Linked DNA regions of Mus musculus: all the other regions are linked to region 2. Evidence: chromatin contacts called from public ChIA-PET, HiChIP or PLAC-seq and promoter capture Hi-C data. All regions are on one chromosome and are shown on one strand. Each heading gives the region's core, a stretch centred on a gene start, on an enhancer-like site or on the middle of the called end of the contact. The rest is flanking DNA. Distances are from core to core; before and after follow the strand shown. Region 1 overlaps Slc36a1 (solute carrier family 36 (proton/amino acid symporter), member 1). Region 2 overlaps Tnip1 (TNFAIP3 interacting protein 1). Region 3 holds the start of Slc36a1 (solute carrier family 36 (proton/amino acid symporter), member 1). Region 4 overlaps Rapgef6 (Rap guanine nucleotide exchange factor (GEF) 6).

Region 1 (2,700 bases), core at 82-2,581, 300 kb before region 2:
CAGCCTCTGAGTAGTCCACACATCCGCACACCTTTGCTCCAGGGCCAAGGGCAGAGTAGAATGGAGAGATGGGAGGTGGCTCAGTGGGTAAGAATGTTTTCTGCACAAGCGTGAAGACCTGTGTTCAGATACCCAGAACCCACATTAAAACCTAAGGTATGGACATACATGCTTACAGCCTGTGTCATAGGGGCAGACTAGAGAATTTCCGGATTTGGCTAACATCCAGCCTAGCTCCAGGTTCAGTGAGAAATCTTGTCTCCAGGGAGTAAGCAGGATACCCAACATCTAGGTGTGCACACTTGCACACATATATATGCATATTATCACAATATATTTTAGAAGGCAACCATCTACATTTCTTTTTAAAGATTTATTTATTTATTACATGTTAAGTACACTGTAGCTGTCTCCCAACACACCAGAAGAGGGCATCAGATCTCATTATGGATGGTTGTGAGCCACCATGTGGTTGCTGAATTTGAACTCGGGACCTTTGGAAGAGCAGTCAGTGCTCTTAACCACTGAGCCATTCCTCCAGCCCCAACCTTCGACATTTTTATTGATATGGTCTCACCAAGCTGCACATTGAAAAATAGGCAAATTTTGCTATATGTAGATCAGAATTCAATCTATTTAAAAAGATGAGGGAGACCATGGTCTATGAGAGCGGTTCTCAACCGTCCTAATGCTGCGACCCTTTAATACAGTTCTGCGTGTTGTGGTGACCCCAACCATAAAATTATTTTTGTTGCTACTTCATAACTGTATTTTTGGTACTATTATGATTCATGATGTAAATGCGTGTGTGTTCCATTGGTCTTAGGGGGACTCTTGTGAAAGGGTCATTCAACCTCCCATCTCCGAAAGGAGACTGAGAGCTGCTGGTCTAGGACAAATGTACCATTCAAGATTCACGGTCTCCAAGCACATCTGCAAAGGGCAGAAATGAAGAGGCTGCCTACCTAGGAAAGCCGGGTCAGCTCACTGTCAGTCATACCGGTCAGCTCACTGTCAGTCATACGCATGTCTCCAGCAGAGCAGGGCTTACCTTGAAGAACTTGGAGATCTGGGGTTTGAATTATAGCCATTACATAGGAATGGAGCCTTGATGCAGACGATCATGTAAATAAGTGTTGACTCCCTTCAGTTTTCTAAGCCCCGCATCCTTCTGACACTCCCTTCACCCTCCTGGCTGAGGCTGTAAGCAAAGGGAAGAGGCAGGTACCAGGAGAAGCACAGGAACTCTGGTACCGACCCCTGCTGTGTTCTAGTTCCTTGTGCCCCCTGCTGTGTTGTGGTTCCTTGTACCAGCTGGTGGCCTGTAAAGACTGACTGGCTCTTTCTTTGGGACCTTGGGTTGACTCAGTGTATGTGTGCACACACAGTCATGCACCAGACAAGGAACATGAGTGGTTGGCCACACATGCAATTGTGACCTAATTATTTATTCTGCCTGGTGACTCAGTAGGCATTTCAGTTAATGTAGGTAAATTCTCTCTCTCTCTTTCTCTCTCTCTCTCTCTCTCTCTCTCTCTCTCTCTCTCTGTGTGTGTGTGTATGTGTGTGTGTGTGTGTGAGAGAGAGAGAGAGAGAGAGAGAGAGAGAGAGAGAGAATATAGAAACAAATTTCAAAGGAGAACTAGCTTAGCTGTGGCTGACAGGTGTACAGTTCCTAGGGCTGGTCTCCACTCAAGTGTGGAAGCTGAGAAGCTGGTCTTGTGGTCTGGAGATAGGATTCCTCCTCAGGGAGGCCACGGTTTAAGAACTTTTGGATGTGATGAAGCCACCCACACTAGCAAGGGTAATCTTTACTTTGTCAACTGCTCTAAATGTTAACATTTGCAAACACCCAGGCTCATATTTGACTGAAAAACCAAGCTGATCCCTAAAACTACCCACTGGTATATGCAGAAGGCGACCCAGGATTTCGGGAGAATATCGAAGTGGTTTAGGGAAACAGGGTTGCTTTCCCTTTCTCAGACCCCTGTCCCTTTGTCAGATTGTCCTAACTCAGTGATTTTTTTTCCCTGAAGTGTGAAAACAAAGACACAGTTTGCAACCTCTCAAAAATAAAAAATAAAATTCATTTATTGAAGTGGAAATTTAACACAAGATCCATATGTGCAACCCAAATGAGACCTAGAAGCTCTGACATGACCCACACATGTACACAATGCACATCTGAAGCTATGACATGACCCATGCATGTTCGCAATGCACATCTGAAGCTCTGACATGCCCCACGCGTGTACGCAATGCACATCCAGGTAGGCGCCAGCACACGGTACTGTCTGGCTGTTAAGACTCTCTGTAGGGCAGTTCTCTCGTTCCTTGATTTCAACATATACTGACAGCTTTACGATATAGACGTGGGATTTTATTATTCATAAAAAAAAAATTCCAGCTTCTTCAACATCGGCTTGATTTAAACCAAAGAACAGGGTAAACACCAGGCTCCTTCCAGCCTCATTTTCTGCTGCTTTTTTTTGATAACTGCTTATGAGCACGGTTTAATGTCTCTGACCAGTGAATGGCTCGGGACACACAGAAAAAGAAGACACCGGCCAGACGGAAGCTGGCGCGGCCAGCAGGACTAAAGTGCCTTCAAGTATTGACCACAGTTTCAAAGATGAGCCACATGGCCCGCTTTCCCCTAATGGTATCTGATTTGTAATGTACTTTGGAAAATTAAATTCT
Region 2 (2,700 bases), core at 95-2,594:
CACCACCACCGCCACCGCCACCACGGGAAACTCCATGGAGAAGCCCGAGCCAGCCTCCAAATCTCCGTCCAATGTAAGTTGCATTTGGAGCTGTGACTGGTTACCTAAAGCTCTTCCCGCCACACATCAGTCTGGAGCGCTGGGATGGGACAGCTTGCCATTTTGAGGTGAAAGTCATGGTTCTCATGACCAGGAAGGTCCTGATCAAACAAGGAGTTTTCTCTCATTTCCTGAGCTATCTAACGTGACCATGCTCACTAACTGGGCACAGACACATACTTCCAAGATGCTCAGAAACCATGTGCTGCAGGCTCAATGGAGAAGTGTAGCCTGGCATCATAGGGCCAGATCCTTCAGATGGTCAGAAGGTGGGTCTTTTCCAAGCTGAGACCACAGATGGGGTCATGGTGGCTCTGACTGGTGGCCAGCTGGGCTGGTTTCTCCCATCTGTCCTACCCCATCCAGGACAGGGAAAGCAGGTCAGGAGGGTGTTTTTGGTTTGGGGGTTTTTTGGTGGGGTATGAAGGAAGAGGTATATGCGTGGAGTGTGTTCTGGTGAGGACAGAGGAGGGCATCAGGTCTCCTGCTCCTTGCTTTATCCCTTACATCTCTTCACTGAACCCAGAGCTTGCCATCTCCAGATAAGCCAGTACCCCAGGGATCCTCTTGTCTCTGTCCACTCCCGTGCTGAGCTGTGAGTTAGGGATGCCCAGCTGTGCTGTTTATATGGGTGCTGGGAAATCCCAAGTTAGGTCTTCCTGCTGGTGTAGCGAATGTTCCACCCACTGAGCCATCTCCCCAGCCCCAGTCACGCCACATTTAAGGGTCTCTTAGAGCCAGGTTCAGATGAACTCTGGGCTCCTCAGCTGATTGAACAGCCAGTGAAGTCTGCGCCTTGGTTGATGACACATTGCAGAGCGGCCTTAGTGTTCTCAGGTCAGTCCTCTCCTGGGATGACCTTTGGGTTGAGTTGGTGAGGCTGGTGCAGGGCCTCCCTTGGTGGTGGCTGTAGTAGCTGCTGCCAGCCAGGGTGACAAGAGGCACCTGAGCCCAGGAGATAGCTTGGTTGCTTTGGCAGGATCTGCCAGCTTGTGCAGAGTCTTGGCTTGTGTGTTGACTCTGTGAACTTGGTTTCCTCATCCGTTCCAACACACACACACACACACACACACACACACACACACACACACACACACACACACACAGAGAGAGAGAGAGAGAGAGAGAGAGAGAGAGCAAATAAATAATACTGTTTCAAGGTTGGCTCGACCCACACCCCTGTTTCACTGATAAATAATGGCCATGGAGGGGTATGACCTCAGATCACAAGGAGGGTGATGGCAGTCCTGTGGTTCTTGGGTGATCTCATGAATAGTGTGTGACTATTGCCTCTAGGAACTCTGCACTGTTTGCCCTTCTGTCTTCCTTGGGGGCAGGGTCCGTTTATCATGGGCAGCTACTAACTTCCTTCTACCTAGGGCGCCTCCTCGGACTTTGAAGTGGTCCCTACTGAGGAGCAGAATTCACCCGAAACTGGCAGCCACCCTACGAACATGATGGTGAGCAGACAGGCATCCCCGCCCCCACCTCCAGCACATCCTTTTCTTTCCTCTCTGTCTGTCACCTGCCCTTTCGTGACACGACACTCAGATCCCTTGGGTCCCCTGTAGTTACATGGGGGACACAGAGGGGCTATAGCATGGGGTGCTTCTTACTCTCATATGCAAATCCCCCGCTGGTGACTTCCCCAGCTTGGGGCACACAGGCACCCCACTGTTGTGAAAGCCTGGGCCACTTGCCAGCCCCACTGGCCTCTGGACCAATCACCTTTCTGTCAGTTACAGTGACTCAGCCTCTTGGGTCTGTAGGTGTGGAAAGGGTCGGCCTGGTGCTGATGGGAGGGGTGGGAGTGATTTACCCTTTTGTGCTTGTCCTTGGCTCCTCCCAGGGGCAGATGGCCCGGAGGTTACACTTTGTGTTCACAAGTGGGGTGCACGCGTTTCTCCAGCTTCGGAGGGGCTGCTCAAATCCACATTCCTACCTTGCAGTGTTTAACCTTAGTCCAGCCGTGCAGTCCTTCTGTTCTTTCTTAAAATGCCAGACTTGGAGAGCTGCTGTGAAAGATCTTCAAGATTTGTCAGAGACCTTAAAGTCCTGTCTTTTCCTCATCCCTCCCTCCTATTTAATGTTTGCTTTATTCTGTTCTGTTTTGCTTTGTTTTCGTGTGAGGCAAACCTCTTGCCTCTTCTCCTAAGTCCATACCATGAAGCATGCCCCACTATAGACCATTAAACTGTTGCTATGCCAGCTCTACTTGGCCTCCCCTTCACCTGCAAACACCACCCCATCTCACACCAGCATTTAACCTTCAGTGCTGAGAGGATCGCCCTGTCAGGATGCTCTGTGTTTTGTCTCCTGGGACCATATGCATCTCGTCCTGTTCTGTCCCTGAGGACTGAGACATGACTGAGAGCAGGCGAGGTTCCCTCGCTCAGAAAGGTTTCAGCGCGCAGTCATGGGCTGATAACTTACCTTTTCCATTAAAGTCTGTCTACGCCAGCTCAGGAGTACACCAACTCCTGCTGGAAGCTTGTAGGCTACTTGGAGAAACCTGAGCACTTGATACACCTCCAGAGATCAGCCCTGGCCACTCCTAGTCCTTTGTGGTAGGAAAGGGACGTGCAATTGGAGACTGATTCT
Region 3 (2,700 bases), core at 12-2,511, 270 kb before region 2:
AAATTCTTTTAGAACAAGATCTACTCTTGTTGTAGGCTACTGCCTACAGATTACAAGGAGGGGGTAAATCTCTCCTAACAAAATCAAACAGGAAAAATATGAGTTTCATAACAAAAGGACCCTACCATCATTCATACACTGAAAATGTAAACCCGGGTGAGGGAGGATTCAAAGTCACCTAAGGCATCAAGCAAGAGGCAAAAGCTAAAACACGCTCTGCAGATTCCCCAAAGTCAATTCCTTCCAGGACACTATGTTGCTATCCTGACTCAACAAGCCCCCACCCCCTAATTCCATCCATATAAGCAGTCGCTACCTGAATCTGTCAAATTTCAGAAAACAAAACAAAAAGCAAGCGGTCTTCAAGTTAACATCTGTGCTTTTCATGCCCTAGAGCTCTCTTGGTCCCTCCAGTCTATCCCAGGTCCTATTTCATATTTCTAAGTGACTTCCACAAAACTGCAGAACGGTTAGAAACGAAGCCTGCTGAGTGATGAGGAAAGAGAGAGAGAGAGAGAGAGAGAGAGAGGAAAAAAGAAGGAAAGGAAAGGAAAGGAAAGGAAAGGAAAGGAAAGGAAAGGAAAGGAAAGGAAAGGAAAGGAAAGGAAAAAGCCATCAGTGAACAGAACCACACCCAGAACTCAAGCCTGGCGTGGAGAGCCCAGACACAGCGGAGCTAAACAAGGACGCGCGACCCACAGCGGAAGGGACAAGTGCCTTTTCACAGGGCGAGTTTCCCCGCAGATGGCAACGTGGCAGAAAACAAACAGTTGCAGAAGCTGACACCCTGCTGCAGGGATACCTCGGAAGCCCACACACAGCCCTGGACCTCAGTTTCCCCTACTCTCGGAGGAAAGGAGTTGCGGTCTGGTACCCTGTGACCCAAGGCAAGGGCATAGCTCGAACAGCCACATCTGCAAACGAAGGGTTGGTCCGAGCTAGCCGTCAGTGACTGCCGATGTCACCTGGGAACTATGACTGAACACCTGTCAAAGGTGCATGGGAGACCCCACCCCACGGGTGACCTGTCCCTGAGCAGCAGCATCCGTTTGGCGGGAGGTGCTACAGCAGGAGGTGACTCCCGACTGCAGCGCAGGGCACGCACTACTCACCGGTCGGCCCTGCCCGGCCCGGGCTCCCGCTCCGGCTCCGGCTCCGGCTCTGGCTCCCGCTCCTGCTCAGCCCACCTCGCGTAGCCTCAGCGCCGACCCCTAGCCATGGTTTTCTAGCCTCCTGGACAGCCGCTTCCGGGCCCTGTCACGTGATGCTGGCTCCCTAGCCCAGGTCACGTGCCGCTCCATTCCGTGCTCCTCCTCCCGGACCCTTGTTCTGCAGCGCCACCTGGCGGCCGTCAGCCGCTGCTTCAGAAAGGGCAGTGCTTCTGAGACCACCACAGAGCTAAGGCAGACGACCTAGATTTTGAGGCAGTCTCCAGGGAAGTCGGCATGCAAAATATCCGTAATTTTTAGCCTTGCTAAAATTTATTTGTTCAGCATATATTAACGTGCATTTACTGGTTTATAATCACAAGTTTGCACCTTTTAAAAAATAAATCGTGCAGCTAAGCCTGATGGTACAAGACTGCAATACCAGAGCAGAGAAGAAAAATAGTTCAAGGCCTGTTTGGGTTATAGAGTGAGTTCAAGGATACCCTGGGTGATTTAAAGATACCTTGCTTCAAAAAAATTTAAAAGGGGCTACTGGGAAAATGGTTTACTGGATACAATAAGAACCTGAGTTAAGATTCCCAGTACATATAAAGAGCCAGGCAAGACAATGTGTGCCAGTAACACCAGAGCTTGGGGCCAGAGCAGAAGGATCCCTTGGTCTCTTCAGCAGACTAACTGATCTAGCCAAAACAGTGGGCTCAGGTTCAGTGAGAGAACCTGTGGGGAAAAAAAGTTGAGGGAACAACTCAAGCAGACAATGTCACCATCTGACTCCCCGATGCCCCACTCCACACACACACACACATACTCCATATGCTACACACATACACATACACACACACACACACTCCATACACCACACACATAAATATACTCCATACACCACAAACACACACATACATATACTCCATACACCACATACACACAGACATATACTCCATACACCATATACATACATATACTCCATACACCACACACGTACATATACTCCATGTACACACATATATTTCGTACACCACACACATACGTACATGCACATATGTTCCATACACCACACACACACATACACACACACAAACAACATATACTCCATACATCACAGACACATATACACATATACTCATACAAACATATACCACACATACATACATATACTCCATATACCACACACACAGAGATGCAAAGACAACTTCACACATACACATACTTCATACACCACACACACATACACACTCCATATACCACACACACATACATATACTCCATACACACACATATACTTCATACACCTCACACATACATACATACATACATACATACATACACATATGCATATGTTCCATACACCTCACACATACATACATGTACTCCATACACACAGAGATATAAACAGTACATACCACACATGCATATACTCCATATACCACACACACAGAGATGCAAAGACAACTTCACACATACACATACTTCATACACGACACACACATACACACATACACATATTACATATACTACATACATACATACATAC
Region 4 (2,700 bases), core at 72-2,571, 320 kb after region 2:
CTAAAAATGAACAGGAAGAGGAGAGGCAGGGAAATGGGAAGGAGAACTCTTGAGTAAGAGAAGCAGAACCAGAAAGAGCAATGAAGCAACAGAAATACAACATACTGGGCAGAGAAAGAGTGCCAGCAACAGGATCACAGAGAAGAATGGAGAAAAAACAGGTAAGCCATAGGACACAAAACGACCTTAGAGACAGGCAGGAAAGAAAGCCGTATCTGCAATTACAGCCTCCCTGCTGTCAGAACTGCTTCCACATTTTCTCTGTGGGCCAGCATATTAATCTTCTGGCCTTTGTTAATTCACATTAGGGCTCAGATGACAACTTAGTCTTGCTTTATGCACAATTTATAGTGCCTTTGGATTCCTCTTTATTTTTAAGTAGTTAATAATCCAGAATGAATATACAATGAGCTCCTTTAAGACTAGAAAAGATGGTTTGTAACAGTCTGCTGCTATGGCCTGGACCATTATCCTCTTTTCCTTTTTGAGACAGGGTTTCATGTGGCCCAGATGGGCCTTGACCTGTAGCCAAGAAGGCCTTTAAACTTCTGATCTTCCTGCTGCCATTTAGGATTATAGGTATATGCTCCTATGCTCAGTTTATGAAGTGCTAAGGTTGAACCTAATGGTAACGGTAAGCACTCTACTAACTGGGCTACATACATCTTCCTCCCTTTTCAACAGTGCTAGGCATCAAATATAGGGCCACCCAAGGCTCCTTTAGCCAAGGCATATCCCCAGATCCTAAAACTTTTTAAAAAAGAGTTATTCATTTATTTATGAATATGAGTGGTGCTCTGTCTTCATGAACACCAGAAGAGGGAATCACATACCATTAAAAATGGCTGTGAGCTACCATGTAGGTGCTAGAAATTGGACTCAGGATTTCTGGAAGAGTAGTCAGTACTCTTAACCATTGCACTATCTCTCCAGCCCATAAAAATTATAACTATTTTCATTATATGTATATGAATGTTTTGGCTACATGTATTGTAAGTAAACTGCATGTGTGCCTGGTGTCCACAGAGGTCAGAAAAGGGCATCTAATTCCCTGCACTGGGGTTATTGATGGTTGTGAGCTGCTATATGGAGCTAGGAGCCAAAATCACAAGTGCTCTTACATGGAGCCATCTCTCCAACACCCTAAAAATTCTTAATAGAAAGAAATCTTAACTTCAAGATGATGGTGCTGGAAGGTGGAGCCTCTGAGCAGCTAAAACCTCACCAAGTTATTAGAATCCTCATGAATGGGTAGTGCCTCACGGGTAGTACTATACGAGGCCAGAGGAAGCCCATCCAACCTTTCTTCCATATGAGGAAATAGCTAGATGGTGCCATCTACAGATCAGAAAGAGATCTTTCACAGGATAGCAAATTTGTCATTACTGTAATTTGGAATTCCCAGCATCTAAAACCATGAAAAGTGAATTTCTACTGTTTGTGAGCTACCCAGTGCACGGCATTTTTTTTTGAAACAGCAGCTTGAATGGACTATGATAGTATCTCATATACAATATCCTATTCTGTAACCAACATGTACTTTAAAGCAAAAAGAAGGATTCTCATTAACTGTAAAATGAACAGATGAATAAATTTAACTATATGTGGTGGCTCACGCTTACAATCCCAACATATGAAAGACTGAATCCCTGAGTTCTAGACCAGCCCAGAGTAACACTGGTGGTTGGCATGGTTAAGAGAGTAAATATGAAGACTCAAATGGAAGAGATGGACAATGGTCGACTAAAAGGAGCAGAATAATCACAGGATTAGAATGATAATATTAAGAGATGGTAGGAGACTCACTTTTGTAGGATAGTTAGCAAACTGAGCCCGCCCTAGGCAGATCATTAAAAAGATTATGATAAATAGGTTAAGCACAGGGGTCTAGTAGGACAAGGATTAAACCTCTCTTGGTTTTCCTTTCCTGTCACATGTACTTTGTACATATAATGCGGTGAGTACAAGCTGACTCTACGATGAGTTGGCCTTCACCAAATAAACCATCAGAGAATATCTCTTTCCTGTTTGCAACTAAACATGAAGCTACAGTAAAAGGTGCCACATGTTTAATGAAAATGTTATACAAACTTATAAAAACCACATTTAAAATTGAGGTTTAAGTGTTAAGCCAGCACTTCATATTTTCAATGCTTTTCCTTTCAGCATCATCATGTCCAGGTTCCCTTTTCAGGGACCATTCAGCTTTTAAGCTCATCTTGTCTTCTTGGTCAGAGGAGAATTTTGTGCAATGAAATCTTCCACAATTCTGCAGTCCAGGATAGCCCTGTCCATTTCTCTCCTCTGCCTTACAGACCAACATTTTAGTTAGCAGAGATATTTTGCCATTTACCTTGAAACCAATACTGGTATTTACTTCAAATATTATTCACCTTGAATTTTTTTCTAGATTACTTCTAAGTACCACAGTGCTTGACTCAGCAAAAGAAACAAGATCAGTAAAAACATAAACTCCCATCTGCATAAATTTATTCTGATAATAAATACACACAAAACACCAAAAACACAGCTAAGAAAAAGCATGCTGAGGGTCCAGCAGCATGTACTCTTGCCATGAAGCAGACTCTAAGTGCTGTAGGAAACTAATGGAATACAGAACCAGATGGCAGATGGTAGTGGGAAATGAAAGGCTTGAAATTCGTAGTTTGGTAAGAGCGAAGCACTGAAATTTCATTAATA

Evidence for each region. Promoter capture Hi-C pulls out the DNA fragments that hold promoters and counts their contacts. ChIA-PET counts read pairs in DNA pulled down with a chosen protein or histone mark. HiChIP or PLAC-seq counts read pairs in DNA pulled down with a chosen protein or histone mark.
Region 1: a FOXA1 HiChIP or PLAC-seq map of pancreatic cancer cells shows a contact between it and region 2. The contact joins two enhancer-like sites. A contact is called at or near these places in 2 of 115 datasets of contacts at active chromatin or transcription factors (microglia and pancreatic cancer cells).
Region 3: a contact with region 2 is called in a promoter capture Hi-C map of liver, with 1.8 times the contacts expected there. The contact joins the promoter of Slc36a1 here to the enhancer-like site in region 2. A contact is called at or near these places in 3 of 39 promoter capture datasets (embryonic stem cells, liver and pre-B cells), 2 of 484 Hi-C or Micro-C datasets (the N1E-115 cell line and liver) and 1 of 115 datasets of contacts at active chromatin or transcription factors (pancreatic cancer cells).
Region 4: an RNA polymerase II ChIA-PET map of memory CD8 T cells shows a contact between it and region 2, with 100 read pairs. The contact joins two enhancer-like sites. A contact is called at or near these places in 1 of 15 datasets of contacts at CTCF or cohesin (large pre-B cells), 2 of 484 Hi-C or Micro-C datasets (brain and cortical glia), 3 of 115 datasets of contacts at active chromatin or transcription factors (bone marrow-derived dendritic cells, large pre-B cells and memory CD8 T cells) and 3 of 9 other capture datasets (adipose tissue, liver and pancreatic islet).

The regions. Positions count from the first base shown.
Region 1 is chr11:55,235,697-55,238,396 of GRCm38.p6, reverse strand. It overlaps Slc36a1 (solute carrier family 36 (proton/amino acid symporter), member 1), which reads right to left. Exons shown (of 11, transcript NM_153139.4): 11 at 2,067-2,700. Among named protein-coding and RNA genes, the nearest start is that of Slc36a1, 33 kb to the right of the region's middle. Within about 2 kb of position 1,331, at least 11 of the 459 cell types and tissues checked have an H3K27ac peak or open chromatin away from gene starts, as enhancers often do. A contact at or near this core is called in pancreatic cancer cells, where this site is marked.
Region 2 is chr11:54,935,320-54,938,019 of GRCm38.p6, reverse strand. Tnip1 (TNFAIP3 interacting protein 1) reads left to right here. Exons shown (of 19, transcript NM_001199275.2): 5 at 1-73; 6 at 1,479-1,559. Among named protein-coding and RNA genes, the nearest start is that of Tnip1, 26 kb to the left of the region's middle. Within about 2 kb of position 1,344, at least 149 of the 459 cell types and tissues checked have an H3K27ac peak or open chromatin away from gene starts, as enhancers often do. A contact at or near this core is called in the N1E-115 cell line, embryonic stem cells, liver and 2 more, where this site is marked.
Region 3 is chr11:55,202,901-55,205,600 of GRCm38.p6, reverse strand. It overlaps Slc36a1 (solute carrier family 36 (proton/amino acid symporter), member 1), which reads right to left and starts at 1,261. Exons shown (of 11, transcript NM_153139.4): 1 at 1,113-1,261.
Region 4 is chr11:54,616,417-54,619,116 of GRCm38.p6, reverse strand. All of the region lies in intron 7 of Rapgef6 (Rap guanine nucleotide exchange factor (GEF) 6), which reads right to left. Among named protein-coding and RNA genes, the nearest start is that of Rapgef6, 95 kb to the right of the region's middle. Within about 2 kb of position 1,321, at least 18 of the 459 cell types and tissues checked have an H3K27ac peak or open chromatin away from gene starts, as enhancers often do. A contact at or near this core is called in memory CD8 T cells, where this site is marked.